Regions from separate parts of the Sus scrofa genome. Here region 2 is linked to region 1. A link is a contact called in public HiChIP or PLAC-seq data. All regions are on one chromosome and are shown on one strand. Each heading gives the region's core, a stretch centred on a gene start, on an enhancer-like site or on the middle of the called end of the contact. The rest is flanking DNA. Distances are from core to core; before and after follow the strand shown.

Region 1 (6,582 bases), core at 2,155-4,654:
GACTTACTTCACTCAGAATGAGAGTCTCTAGTTCCATCCATGTTGCTGCAAATGACATTATTTTGTTCTTTTTATGGCCGAGTAGTATTCCATTGTGTATATATACCACATCTTCCTAATCCAATCATCTATCAGTGGACATTGGGTTGATTCCATGTCTTGGCTATTGTGAATAGTGCTGCAATGAACATGAGAGTCCATGTGTCTTTTTTAAGGAAAGTTTTGTCCAGATATATGCCCAAGAGTGGGATTGCTGGGTCATATGGTACTTCTATGTATAGTTTTCTAAGGTATCTCCATACTGTTCTCCAAAGTGGTTGTACCAGCTTCCATTCCCACCAACAGGGCAGGAGGGTTCCCTTTTCTCCAAACCCCCTCCAGCATTTGTTATTTGTGGACTTATTAATGATGACCATTCTGACTGGTGTGAGGTGGTATCTCATGGTAGTTTTGATTTGCATTTCTCTAATAATCAGTGATGTTGAGCATTGTTTCATGTGCTTGTTGGCCATCTGTAAACATTCTCTGACATCGACCTTACAAATGTTTTCTCAGGTCAGTCTCCCAAAGCAGCAGAAATAAGAGCAAAAATAAACCAATGGGACCTAATCAAACTGACAAGCTTTCACACAGCAAAGGAAACCAAAAAGAAAACAAAAAGACAACTAACAGAATGGGAGAAAATAGTTTCAAATGATGCAACTGACAAGGGACTAATCTCTAAAATACATCATCAACTTATACAGCTCAACAGCAAAAAAGCCAACAACCCAATTGAAAGATGGGCAAAGGACCTACTCCTTTTAAATTCTCTTCCTGGTTGTGTTCCATCAAATATATCCTTAATGACATAATTTTTTTCTCCCCTACTAACTAAACGGACAAGTCTCTTGCCTGTCCTAAAATAAGTGTTCCTTTGACTTTTTATGCCCTTTAAGATACCATCTCATTGCTCCTTCCTCTGTGCACAGCAAATATGGGCCATGATAAAGTTCTCGCTCCATACAGAGGAAACATATGCCGAATGATGCGGTTCATTTCCCACACTCAAACTTTGTAAGGACTGTTGCAAATGTTAGTCTCATTCTCTGCTCATTCTTTGCTTTTACCAACTCTAAAAATGTGGCCCCATTCTCTTGGGCCCAGGCTGTAAGGGTTCTCAAACCTGGCTGACCATCCAGATTACCCAGGGAACTTTTAAAAGCACAGATTCCCAGACCACACTCCCAGAGATTCTGATTCAACTGGATTGAGTTAGTTTTTATTATGTCTCTTTTTTTTAAGCTTCTCAAGTGCTTCTGCTGATGCTGGTCAGGCTTGGGAAGCACTGTTGGGGTTTCCCTTTTTCTTAAAAAGACAATGTCTCTACTCTCCCACTACTACAGACACTCCATTTAAAATCCATGCCACTTTTGGAGTTCCCGTTGTGGCACAGTGGTTAATGAATCTGACTAGGAACCATGAGGTTGCGGGTTCGATCCCTGGCCTTGCTCAGTGGGTTAAGGATCTGGCGTCGCCGTGAGCTGTGGTATAGGCTGCAGACGCGGCTCGGATCCCCCGTTGCTGTGGCTCTGGCATAGGCCAGTGGCTACAGCTCCAATTGGACCCCTAGCCTGGGAACTTTCATATGCCGTGGGAGCAGCCCAAGAAATGGCAAAAAGACAAAAAAAAAAAAAAAAAAAAAAAAAATCCATGCCACTTTTACCATAACACCGTGAGCCTGGGTTTTTCCCTATTCTCATTACCTCTCTGCATGTGAGCCACGAAACTGTCCCAGCAACTCCAACCTGCCTGACCTCCAGGCAGGAATTTCTAAACCTCACAGATCATCTTCATCCGGATGGCACTCTGTGCCTCCAGCACATGACAAAATTCAACTCCCCATCCCTCTCCTCTCTATAAATTGCCTCTTTCATCTCCACTCCCCATGCAGTTCACAGTCCTGCCATCTTCCTCATCACCCAGCAACAAATCCTAGAATCATCTTCAACCCCTCCTTCTCATGCACAAATCCCATTCTGTCAACCAGTCCTATTGGTTTTACCACCAAAACTTCTCTGCCAGCACTGACATTAGGTACTTTTGGCTCATCCTCTCCGACTGACCTACTGCAATAGCCATCTAACTTGTCTTCATACCTCCAGAGTTGGCGTTGTCAAACACAGGCAAAGTCACATCATCTCTCCTAAAAAGATGCAATGGCTTTCCTTTGTTCCAGGATGGCCACCAGGCACTCAGGGCCCTCCATGATGCAGTGCCAGCCCACATTTCCAGGCTCATTCACCATACCACCCCCCCAGGACACACCTTCAGTTCTAAGAGCACCAGAGCTGTGCCCTCTAAGGACTTTGTGCCTTTATCACGCTGTTCCCTTAGGCCTAAGTGCCCTTCCTTTCCCTCTCTCCCCACAGTAGCAGGTTTGACCTAGGCTTCAGAAATCATCTGAAGTTATATGCAACAATTCCATAACTATGCACAAATAAGCATTTTGTTTTTTTTGGAGATCCACAACTTTCTATAGATTCTCAAAGGGGGTCTGCCATCCAAAGTAAGTTTAAAAACAAAAACACACGCTAAAAATAAAAAAAATACAAAAAAACACTTAAGTGGCCTTTTTCCCACTGAACAAAGCTAGCCCATCTAAGTCTGCCTCTCAGACTCTAACTCTTCTACTTCCCTGCATTTTTAAATATGGACACATGCATTCCCCAATCATAAGTAATCCCACTTTCTGCTGCCATACCACTGAGCTGTATATATCCCTAGTATATAGACTTCCTTCCCTATCAATACTGCAGTTAGTCATACTAGCTGGCTTGTTGTATTAAGCTGACTTTCAAATGTCAACCCCACCACTTATTTACTGTGACCTTGAGCAAATAACTTGACCTTGGTGGGCCTCAGCTTCCTCAGCTGTAAATTGGGGGTAATCATGGTAACCCCTGTCACTGGGTTGCTCTGAGGAATAAGCAAGATAACATATTCTAAAGCAATGAGAAAGTGCCTAGCACACAGTAAGTGGTCAAACAGGTCAGCTATCTTAATTGCTTTATACCTATAGTCCCCACTCACAGTCAAAGCACAGTACAGGCTTTCACTCAACAATTTATGAACCCATGTCTTCCTGAATCCCAGTGCTCATGCACTGCCACGGAAAGCTGTTGGAAAGCATAACTTTCCAACTCAGTGATAATTTAACATTATCTTTTTTATCTCTGCTTATGACCAGTTCTTGAGCCATCCTAATCAGCTTTTTTTAAACCTGGATTACATAAGGGCTCACACCTTGTGCATAAACCCTGGTAGGCCCAACCTCTGCCAACCCCCTCCCCCACCACCGCTGCCAATATGTTAAGCTTCCCAATCCAAACACTGATGACTCTGACTTTGCTACTCTCACAGGAACCAAACTATTTCAAAATCTCCCATTACTCATCTGTTCTGAGGATCCCTGAATTAACCCTTGTTCCACTACTCTGCCTATTTGGACAGAAATCCTTCCTGCCTCTGGAACTAGCATTTGTCAATACACATCACACACAAAAAAATAGCATTTCTTCCTTCTCAGACTAAGAGACTATTAAATATACAAACATCTTTTTCTCTCTCATTTTTTTTTTTTCCTGCTTTCGCCCTTCCTTTCTAGCCAGTTCCTCTCAAGGCTCAGAGGCCTATTGACTCCCCTTTCTTTGTTTTAAACAATAGTTCACATATGTGTACATTCAACAAACATCACTGACACCTTCTACGTCCAGCAAGACAGTCATGGTGGGGTCTCAGCCTTATGGAGCTTCTGGCCTGTTCTAAGGGCACAGCTCTTTGTACTGCACGTTCCTAGCTAATTCACTTGAAATAATATCCTGAATCACAGGTCAGACAGAAAAAAGAAATCAAAGATGCTAAATGATGCTCAGATTAAGAACCGGAAAGAACAGGTTCAGCTCAGTCCTCAAGGCTCCTTCCTCCAAGGCCTGGGGATACTACAAGGCTTCGATTCTATAGTCATTTCCACAGACACAGACCACCTTCCTGGAGCTCACAGAAAGCCCACTGTCTTAGAAAGGAATGGCGTTGCATTTCCTTGACCTGTCCTCCAAATTAGGAGGAGCCTAGGGACCTCAGATGTCAGCCTGTTTGCCTGCTCTGATTAACTGGTGCACACTCCTATCTGCTTGCATGCACTCCTTCTGATGCCCCTTTGTCAGTTCTGCCACCACCTCACTGAAAGGGCCCCTTCTCTCTTCTGCCTTGTGCTTCTATGAAGTAAGCAAAGAGGCAAGTCCAACTCCTGTGCTCTCCTGGCCAGGACGGCTCAGGTCAGCAATTGGGGAGGCCTGGCCAAGAGATGTCTTCCTCCTCATCTTTTCTATTCGACACAACTCAGCTCTGTGATAGCTGACCAGCAGGCATGGCATCCCAACAAGAAAGGGGGCAGCCCCGGAGCCAACCTGACCAAAGTCCCTGAAGACACCTACTCATAAAGAGACAGTCATTGTCCAGCAATTGCTGTGCCCTGGCTGCCTGTAGGATCCTACAGCACCAGAATCTTCCAGACATCTTCCTGGCCACCACCAAGGCCAGCCTTGTGATCTAGGATCCTCCCCACTGCGATATTTGAGACACTTTCTTCCTGCCAGCATTGGGCCAGGTGCCCTGGATACTAGTGGCCAAGAACAGGCTTCAAAAGGCTAAGTGGAAGGTGACCATCTTCAAAGGGCTCTCAGACTTCCCAGAAAGCTCTGGCACGCAGCCCTGACCTCAGGTCAGTGTTTCCTGCAAATGAACTTGCTCCATGCGGGCAGGGACCATGTCTGTCTGGCTCACTGCTATATCCCTGACAACCCCTCATACGGGGCTAGAATGTAGGCAGTGCTCAATACCAATTTGTTAAATTAACTTATGATGACCTCCAGCAAGGAAGGAATGAAAGCGTAGTGGAAAGAGCCCAGGTTTGGGAGTCAGGGAGAAATGGGTTTTTTGTTTTGTTTTGTTTTGTTTTTTGTCTTTTTAGGGCCACACCCACAGCACATAGAGGTTCCCAGGCTAGGGGTCTAATCGGAGCTGCAGCCGCTGGCCTATGCCAGAGCCACAGCAATGCGGGATCCAAGCTGAGTCTGTGACCTACACCACAGCTCAAGGCAATGCCAGATCCTTAACCCACTGAGCAAAGCGAGGGATCGAACTGGCATCCTCATGGTTTCTAGTCGGGTTCACTAACCGCTGAGCCACGATGGGAACTCCCAGACCTGGTTTTGAAAACATCCAGCTATACCATTTATAGTGATCATGCACAAGCCCCTTTATCCCTCTTAGCTTCCTCATATACAAAGTGCAGATCACAATATCCACCTCAAAATGTTCTGTGAGCATGAGATGGAAGATACAAATTTTAGGTGCCACACTTGCTTGTCTATAAAGCAAGCAATCAATGAATTGGGAGTTAACCTCTCCTTAATTTGATTACAGGAGATATTTGACTAGACTAGGGTTTTCAGGTGCAATAGAAAGATACCCAAGAGTTTACACTGTGGCTCAGCAGAAACGAATCTGACCAGTATCCATGAGAACGCAGGTTCAATTCCTGGCCTCACTCAGTGGGTTAAGGATCTGGCATTGCTGTGGCTGTGGCGTAGGCCAGAGGCTATAGCTCCGATTGGACCCTTAGCCTGGTAATCTCCATATACCTCGAGTATGGCCTTAAAAAGACAGACAGACAGAAACAAACAGATTCAGACAGTCCATGGTTCACTGTTTTGTTCTGTCTTATTTTAAGCTGTGGCCTGCTCCTGTGAAATTCAATTCCAGGCAACCTTGCTGATCAAAAACTTCTCTGCCGTCTTGTCGTCCCACTATCTCCTCCACAACCATCTACCAACAAAAGAGACATACAGCTATGTAAAAATAAGAAAAAGGAAAAAGAAAACACTGAGAAAGGGAGGGAGGGAGCTTGCAAACTCTCAGGAACAGTCAAGACGTTGCCCCCTCTTTCTAATTATCCCTAAGAACAACTTCCTGCTCATAGGGTGCCGCAGGCAGAAATAACCTGTCCACATGGAGACCAACCACATAAAGGCTCAGCTTCTCCAAAGACCCACATAGCAGAGAGAAAATTAAGCCATCTCTTCTAAAGGTCCAAACCTCATCATAAAGAGGGCTTTCCATTTTTCCCCTCTATAAGACTGCATTTGCCCTACTGCCAACCACAGAGGAGATTTCATTACCAAAATAAATCAGCACTGCACTTGACCTTGCTTCTCCAAAGGCTCCGGATTAGTGACATCACAATACTCTACAGGCCCTCAGAAAGATCGGAATAACCCCCTCAAGTCAAATACACTTGGTATTTCACTAAAAGGTATTAAATTATTTTGATTTTACTCCTTGGAACCCAAAATGTTTTCTATGTTTTCATTTTCAAAATGTTTAAGAGAAAAAGCATGCTCTTAGGACTTTCAGAGATGACTCCTGGTCTGGATTGTGTCCTGATTCATGTGTGGTAAGATGGGGAACAGGCCAGAAGCCAAGGAACAGTAGCTCTGGCCCCACACTGCTCACATGACTCAATTTTCTGAGGCCTAGGAT
Region 2 (7,200 bases), core at 2,974-5,473, 80 kb after region 1:
CCGTGTGTGAACCCACGGAAGAGGGCCTCTCCAGAACACCACACAGCTTCTTTCCCAGCAAACTCGTCAGCCAAAGATCATTTGGTTTCAATTAACAAAAACCCACTCCCACTAACCTAAGGGAAAAAAAAGAAGAGGAGGGGAACATGGGTTCATTATAAGGCCAAGGGGTCTATCAGATGACCCCGAATCAGGAACCGCAACGCAGCCTGCCCTTATGGGAAACGGAAACCCGGAAATGGAAAACCATCCGGAAATGAGACTATTCCCAAGGTCTCCCATCTCCTCCTCTGCACAACTGCTTTGTTCTTTTCTCCCTGCAAAGCAGTTTTCATTCTTTGCTCCTCTCTACCCACAGGTCAAACAGCTACTCCCCCAGTTAGCTTTTCCCTAAACTGCAGCATGAACATCAAAGACCAATTAGGATTGCTGTCTCAATCCCAAAATATTCAGGAGAGAACATTCAACTCAGCTTGGGTCAGATGCCCCCCTTTGATCCAAACATCAGAGAGGAGGTGGGTGAGGTGGTCTGACTGTAGAAGATATCTACCTGTCCAGCACAATTGCAAAAAACAACAACATGACAGCAGCTTAATGAACTCTGACCTTTGTTAAAGCCACAAGGTTTTCAAAAGGTACCGTCTTTTCTTATCATCACTCCAAGGAAGCACAGCTGTACAGCCAGATCCTCAAATAACAGATAAATGTCTTCTTTGTAGTTTGCCTGTTGGTTGCTTGGGTCAGCGAAAAAAACCATTTTGTTGTTATCAAACAGGAATTTATTTCTGGTTCCTCCTTTCTCTTTACAGAAGGGTTTTCGGTGGGAATCTTGCCTAGAAACAGGCAGAACCTGGCCAACACAGGAAAATGTCCTTGAATCATGAATGCAAAGGTGGGAGAGAGATACAGTCAAGGTAGACACACGCACACACACACAAACACACAGAACTAAAGCCTTCTAGGGCAGGTGTACTAAAAATATTTTTCTGTAGAAAGAATCTGTTCAGTGTAAAGGTTAAGTAAGGCTCTTTCCGTACAAAAGCCACTGGGTTTTTCATAAAGTAGCCCCAAAGAGTCCATCAGTGGGGGTCTGTTTCACCTAGAGCAACAAACACATTCCTCCCAGATCATGGGCTGCTCTGTGTGGTTGCTAATAAGATAATCTGTTACAGGAGGCTTTACAAATCCATTTACATTGATTTTAATTAATGAATCAATCCCTGGCCCCGAACAACTCAGTCCAGAGACCGTAAGCAATTCAAGATTCAGTCTGCACTCCTAGCCTGAAAGCTGCATTAAAAAGAAGTTAACTCTTAGATCAATGCAGGACAAATAAAAATAATTGGGTTTGTCATCTCTCACCACATAAGACAAAATCTTTCCCAAGTTTAGAGAGTTACTTTTCACACATTAATAATAGAAATATCTTTTCAGTGATTTCCTAACAAACTCACCTAGGACAAAGAGGTTTTTTTTTTTTTTTTTGACAAACCTGACATCTGGAAAACCAAATGTCAGATATTGTGACTCTCAGTCCAACCTCTGAAATCAAAATGAGTCTAACTTTCTCAAAAGCTCGTCAGAACCTCTTAGCTCAGACTGAAGTTGAACACAGAATTACCCAAATACAAGTACAAATGACAAGGAAGAACAAAGTGGCACCCACCAGCCTGGCCGTGCTCTGAATCAGCCAGGCTTCATTAAGAAGGCAGGCAAACTTTTGCATTTGCTTTTATTTTATCCTTTACAAAGGCTGAAATAGAATTGGACCTTTCTGAGCCAGCTATGAATCGGAAACAAGCTCAATTTAAAAGGCATCAATATGCAACTGCTCATCATTTCATTTTTTTTCCTTCTCTTTCCTCATCTTTTTCACGGGGTCTGTCTATCCCCTCTATCTTTAGACTCCTATCAGAACTTCTAATGACACCATATAAACCTAGTGGAAAAAAAGTCTAGCTTCAGTCCCACGTTCTCAAATCCCCCAGCTAGCCAACACCAATTAGAGTCAGAGAAGAACATTAGAGCTGATAAATGAAAACGTATCACACTCAATTTTAATTTTTTTTCAAGATCGAAAAAGTCCATACATTCACAAGCAAAGTGTGAAAGCAGCAGAGCACCAACTCCATACAGGTGGAGAAACCAAGTCGACTTAGGAGCAGGTGAGGGGAGACAGCTCATAAGAAAGAATACACACACACACACACACACACAGGGTGCAGAGACCCATGACTTCAGGAGAAAGCACTTCACATTTTTCCCTCACTTTTAAAAATATTTAATAAAAATTATCAAACTGATTTTGACATCAGTAAGACTGGCCTGATAACAGTGCAAAAGGAACAACAAAAAGAGCCTGTGTATAAGGAAGTAAAACACAAGCAAAAGCAAGAGCAAGACACAGGCCAGAGCTCGGCGGGCTGGCACTCCTGTGTCCTCCCTCCCCTCCCTCCCTCCTCCCCTCCCTCCCTGTCTTTCTTTCTCTCTCCACTGGGCAAACAAAACAAAAGAAGTTGATACTTTAGCTGTACATATGGACTCCAGAGCTTTCTGCCCCTAAGGTCTGTGTGCACACCCTCAAGTTTTAGAATTCACTGGAACCGAACTCAAAGCTCCGTGAAAAACTTCCCATGCACTTGCAGGGGCATCTCAGCGGCGACTCAACCAGCCGCCTTTCCTGGCTGAGTTGTGCGGGACTGGACAGCAAAGCAGGGTATGCCAATGCAGCCTAATATTCGGATCAAGGCCACAAATTATAAACAGTTTCAATAAATTGACTCGAGTGCCTTTGTTCCTCAGACATACATCTTCTTACGGCTTACAAAGGCAGGCAGCAGAACCTAACCACCAACTCGACTATAGCCAGGACTGGGAAAGGAAGTTATTGAAGCCTGGATTTCCTGCTTTTGCTTGTAGCCAAGAACTATGAGGGTTGTAGTGGTTTCAGGAACTGACTCATCTAATGATTCATGGATAAGATACTGCTTTGAATAAGTTTCTGACCCTAAGACTCAGGAACTTCAAAACCAATCTGAACCCATGCTTCCCTCTTATTTGCAAAAGAATATTCACAGCAAAATACACAGGAGGACAATGGTTAATGAAACAATGAAAACATCACACCAAAAGCAGGAAAAGTAGAATGTGGATATCACATTTGAAGACATGATCAAGAGCTTAATCCATGGGCTGTGACTTGACAGCGTCCCAAATTTCCCAAAAGTGAGTAACAGGTGGGATAAGTTTATTTTTAGATGTCATTCCCCTCCATGTAAAAATAGATTTAGCACAGTAATATTTTAATTCAGGCGCATGTGGGGTTGTGACTCTAAATACCTAAGACAGAAAGTAGCATGCAGCTCTAGATTTAACTGCTACAGTTGCAAACCAGGGAGAGTTCAGGGTTAGCTGACCAATGACTAATGGGTAATAAAAGACTCATGGAACTCGTTTTCTTAAATCACCCTCTATGAGAAAAACGCAATCCAGTATTTCCACCCATCTTCTGACCAGTCTTCTCTTTCCCCCACCATACACACACACACACCCAGTCCTGAAAAGCAAACCTCTAAATAAAAGTTCAGAGACTGGCGCTGGCACCTCTGGCTGCTCCCCATATTGTCCTCATAGATTCATTCATCACCAAGAAGTCCCATTAGGGGAGTTCCTGTTGTGGCTCAGAGGGTTACAAACTTGACTAGTATCCATGAGGATGTGGGTTCGATTTCTGGGCTCACTCAGTGGGTTAAGGATCCAGCGTTGCTGTGAGCTGTGGTGTATGTCCCAGATGAGGCTCAGATCTGGTGTTGCTGTGGCTGTGGTGTAGGCTGGAAGCTGTAGCTCCGATTCGACCCTTAGCCTAGGAACCTCCATATGCCATGAATGTGGCCCTAAAGAAGAAGAAAAAAAAAAATCCCACTAGGGAAATTTTCAAGCCTCCCTGGCCCCCCATTCCCTGGGTTTTCCCTGCCTCCTCCCCCCAATACAGGCTATTAAGCACAGAACCAGTTTCAGAGGTGGCTTCAAAGTGTTTACCAGTTTTAATACAAGTTCAGTCACACAGAGGGAAAGGGGGAAGAGAAAACAAAAGTGGCAGGCTGGTCTGGAGAGAGAAGGGGGATGGAGGAAGCAGAAAGACCAGTTGACCAGGCAAGGCCAAAGTGCAAGGGCTGCCTGGCAGGCACTGCCCGGCTGGGTTCCTCCAGCAGATTTACTGACATGACGTCAGTGGCTCCAGTCCAGCTTTTTCTTTGGTAGCTTTTACCACTTGCCTCCTGAAGCCTCTACTGTGTTAGGGAGCCACAGGACCACAAGGAAAATTCCCTTTATGAAATGAGTTTAACTTCAGGGCAAGAGGCCTGCCTGTGAATTACAGGGTTCCTTAACCTCTCCCTGTGCCCCTGGAGGAAAGGGAAGGGAATAAACCCCTGGTCTACTGTACTTTTCTTAATGCAGAGGAATCATTACATGAAGCTTGCTGCCTTTAAAAAAAGAGGGGAAAAGAGAGGGAGAGAGAAAAGGCGGGAGTGGGGGGGTATGTTAAATGAGTATCCAAAATTTCAAAGGCCAGGATGCTAGTTAATTTCTCAGGGATGTCTTGGATGATGATAATTTCAGGACTATTCATTCATTCTGGTGTGAGGCTGTGTTGGCTGGACTGTGAACGCATTCGGCTTTGTTTCACCAACAAAACAAAAAAGTATTACTGAAGCTGAAACTCCAGACCTGACGGGAACCTCTGAAGAGAACACTGTAGATATGTTTAAAATGAGGTGTTTTTGTTTTGTTTCGTTTTGTTTTTTTTGGCCTAAGTGCATATTCTGTGATTCACCAACAATGGCATAAAACAATTTCCAAAAAGCAAAAATAGAAATTACCAAAATTAAATCTAATACAAGACCTATTAAACAAAAAAACATTCATTTTAGACTTAGAGGCTTACTGTTGTGTTCCCACAACCAATGCATAGGACTCCAATGCATAAACCTGCCTACAACCACAGAGCTTAACATTTTTTACCTTCTAAAAAATAAAGTATTAGTGATAAATTCTTTAAATGACTGGTAGATTAAATGTACTCTGTTTTAAACACTTTGAGAGAGGAAGGTACAAAACTTAATTCAACGAGTATTTTATTCAAACAGATGTGTGTAAATTGACCCCAACAATATCATCAAAATACAGCTTGAGGTCTGAATGGCTCAGAGTGGTAATAAGATAAGGAATCTCTCACCTTCCGCTTATTTAAACAAGACACAGAACAAACCATCAGGGAGACAGGACTGAAGGCAATGATTAAAGTTTTTTCTGAAACCTAAATTAATGTGAGCTCTGGCCTGCAAGATGAGACTCAAACCATGAACTGTCCTAGGGGAATTCTTCAGTCTGGACTTTTCCTCGAAAGAGAAAAGGACAAGATGACAAACACAAGCATGGAAGTAGCAAAATCAGAACCAAAGCGGCCACGCGTGAGACAAGTGTGGAAGGAAAAGTTTTTACTCATGGATGAAAAAGTTGACATGGTAGGTAGGATCCATTTCTGAAGGGGGAGGTGGGAGAAAGAGACCCAAGTATCCAAGTTTAGCTCTGAAATACCATTTCCCACTAAAAGCAACCAAAACTCTGCAGCAATGATTCATTCTAAACCCAAGAATACACAAAAAAGATAGGATAGCAAGGAAGCTATCAAAAACTATTAGGGTCACATCAAAAGGACACAGGGGCCAACTAAAGAAACTCCCAATGACCAAAGATGGTACAATTTGAGCATCAATAAGAGGAAGCTACAACAGATTCAAAAGCATCTGATAATTTTAAAACGACAAATGCATAGCAATATTCAAGAAAAAAATGACCATAAACCCGGCTTTTCTGTACAACTCTATGCCAGGTTAACCAAATAATTGACAAGAGAAAGTTTCTATAAAAGTATTCTGGCTAACAAATGAAGCAGCAGTGAGAGGATGGAATATGACCAGTTTACAAAACCCACAGGTAACAGATATAGGCAGAGATCATAAATGAATAACTTACATGACAAAGAAAGAGGCAAGTGGACATCACATGCCTCGTGGTGGTATACAAGTTATGAAATATTCCTGTTTACATAAAAAAAAAATTACACCTGTATCAGGTCAAGCTTCCAGACCTAAATTCGCATTTATAAGAGATCCAGAGGACAGGAGCACATGATAAACAGCACTAAGAGAATACAACAGCAAAATCCAGAATGAGGGGAACTCTACAGGAGAAACAAGGCTTTCATCACAAATCAATTGCAAGGCGGGGGATGGAGGGAAGAGATGTTTAAAGAATTTTAAGAAACACAACAACCAAAGATAACTTTTGATCTGATTTAAACAAACCAATTATGGGAAAACACTGATAAGACAATTAAAGAAATCTACCGCTAACTAGATGTTTCATACTAAGGAATTATTATTAAGCTGTGTAATATCACAACTGTGTGATATTACAGTTGGTGTTTTTTAAAAGGGTCCTATTTTTAAAATACATACTTGAAACTTTACAGATGAAATGGTAATGACATCTGGGATTACTTCAAAATAATCTAGTGGTAAAGGAACTAGGAATTTAGAAGAAACAAGGATGGCTGTGGATTGATGACTGTTGCTAAGTGACGATAGTATGTATAGCGAGATTCACTACCCTCAACTACACTGAACTGTTCATGATAAAAAATTTTTAAAAATCTAAAATAAGACACTGTTTCTGTCCCCCTCCCTCAAAAAGAGAGAAAGGTGCTAAACAGATACTTGGCACTCTAATTCATGGCCACTGGGTGATGGTTATCATAGTCATAATTATAATCAGCTGTGATAACCCACGAGGAAGGCACTACTATGTCCATTTTACAGGTGAAAATCTGGGGTTCAAAAAGAATAAAGACATGGCCCAAGGTCAAATAGATATGTAGAAGAAATGTGTGTAATTCCACAAATTCATAAACATAATGGGAATCAGAACGATTTATGTCTTTTCAAAAGAGTAACTTTTAAAGAGTGCCCGTAACCCCCAAGCCAAGAGATTCAATGTGCTCCAGAATGAGAGACAGCAGAACTGAGAAGTGGTGTGTTGCTGATGAACATGTTTGATGAAACATGGGAAACTTCAAAAGTCTCTTTAAGATCTCAAATGATAAGAGCAGAGGAGAAAGGGTGAAAAGTGGATGGTGTG

The links. HiChIP or PLAC-seq counts read pairs in DNA pulled down with a chosen protein or histone mark.
Region 2: a contact with region 1 is called in an H3K27ac HiChIP or PLAC-seq map of skeletal muscle. The contact joins two enhancer-like sites. A contact is called at or near these places in 4 of 47 Hi-C or Micro-C datasets (embryonic fibroblasts, liver, retroperitoneal adipose tissue and 1 more) and 1 of 2 datasets of contacts at active chromatin or transcription factors (skeletal muscle).

What each region holds. Positions count from the first base shown.
Region 1 is chr2:46,567,592-46,574,173 of Sscrofa11.1, forward strand. All of the region lies in intron 2 of TEAD1 (TEA domain transcription factor 1), which reads right to left. Among named protein-coding and RNA genes, the nearest start is that of TEAD1, 99 kb to the right of the region's middle. Within about 2 kb of position 3,405, at least 9 of the 83 cell types and tissues checked have an H3K27ac peak or open chromatin away from gene starts, as enhancers often do. A contact at or near this core is called in skeletal muscle, where this site is marked.
Region 2 is chr2:46,646,523-46,653,722 of Sscrofa11.1, forward strand. The region is part of intron 1 of TEAD1 (TEA domain transcription factor 1); the gene reads right to left. Among named protein-coding and RNA genes, the nearest start is that of TEAD1, 20 kb to the right of the region's middle. Within about 2 kb of position 4,224, at least 38 of the 83 cell types and tissues checked have an H3K27ac peak or open chromatin away from gene starts, as enhancers often do. A contact at or near this core is called in skeletal muscle, where this site is marked.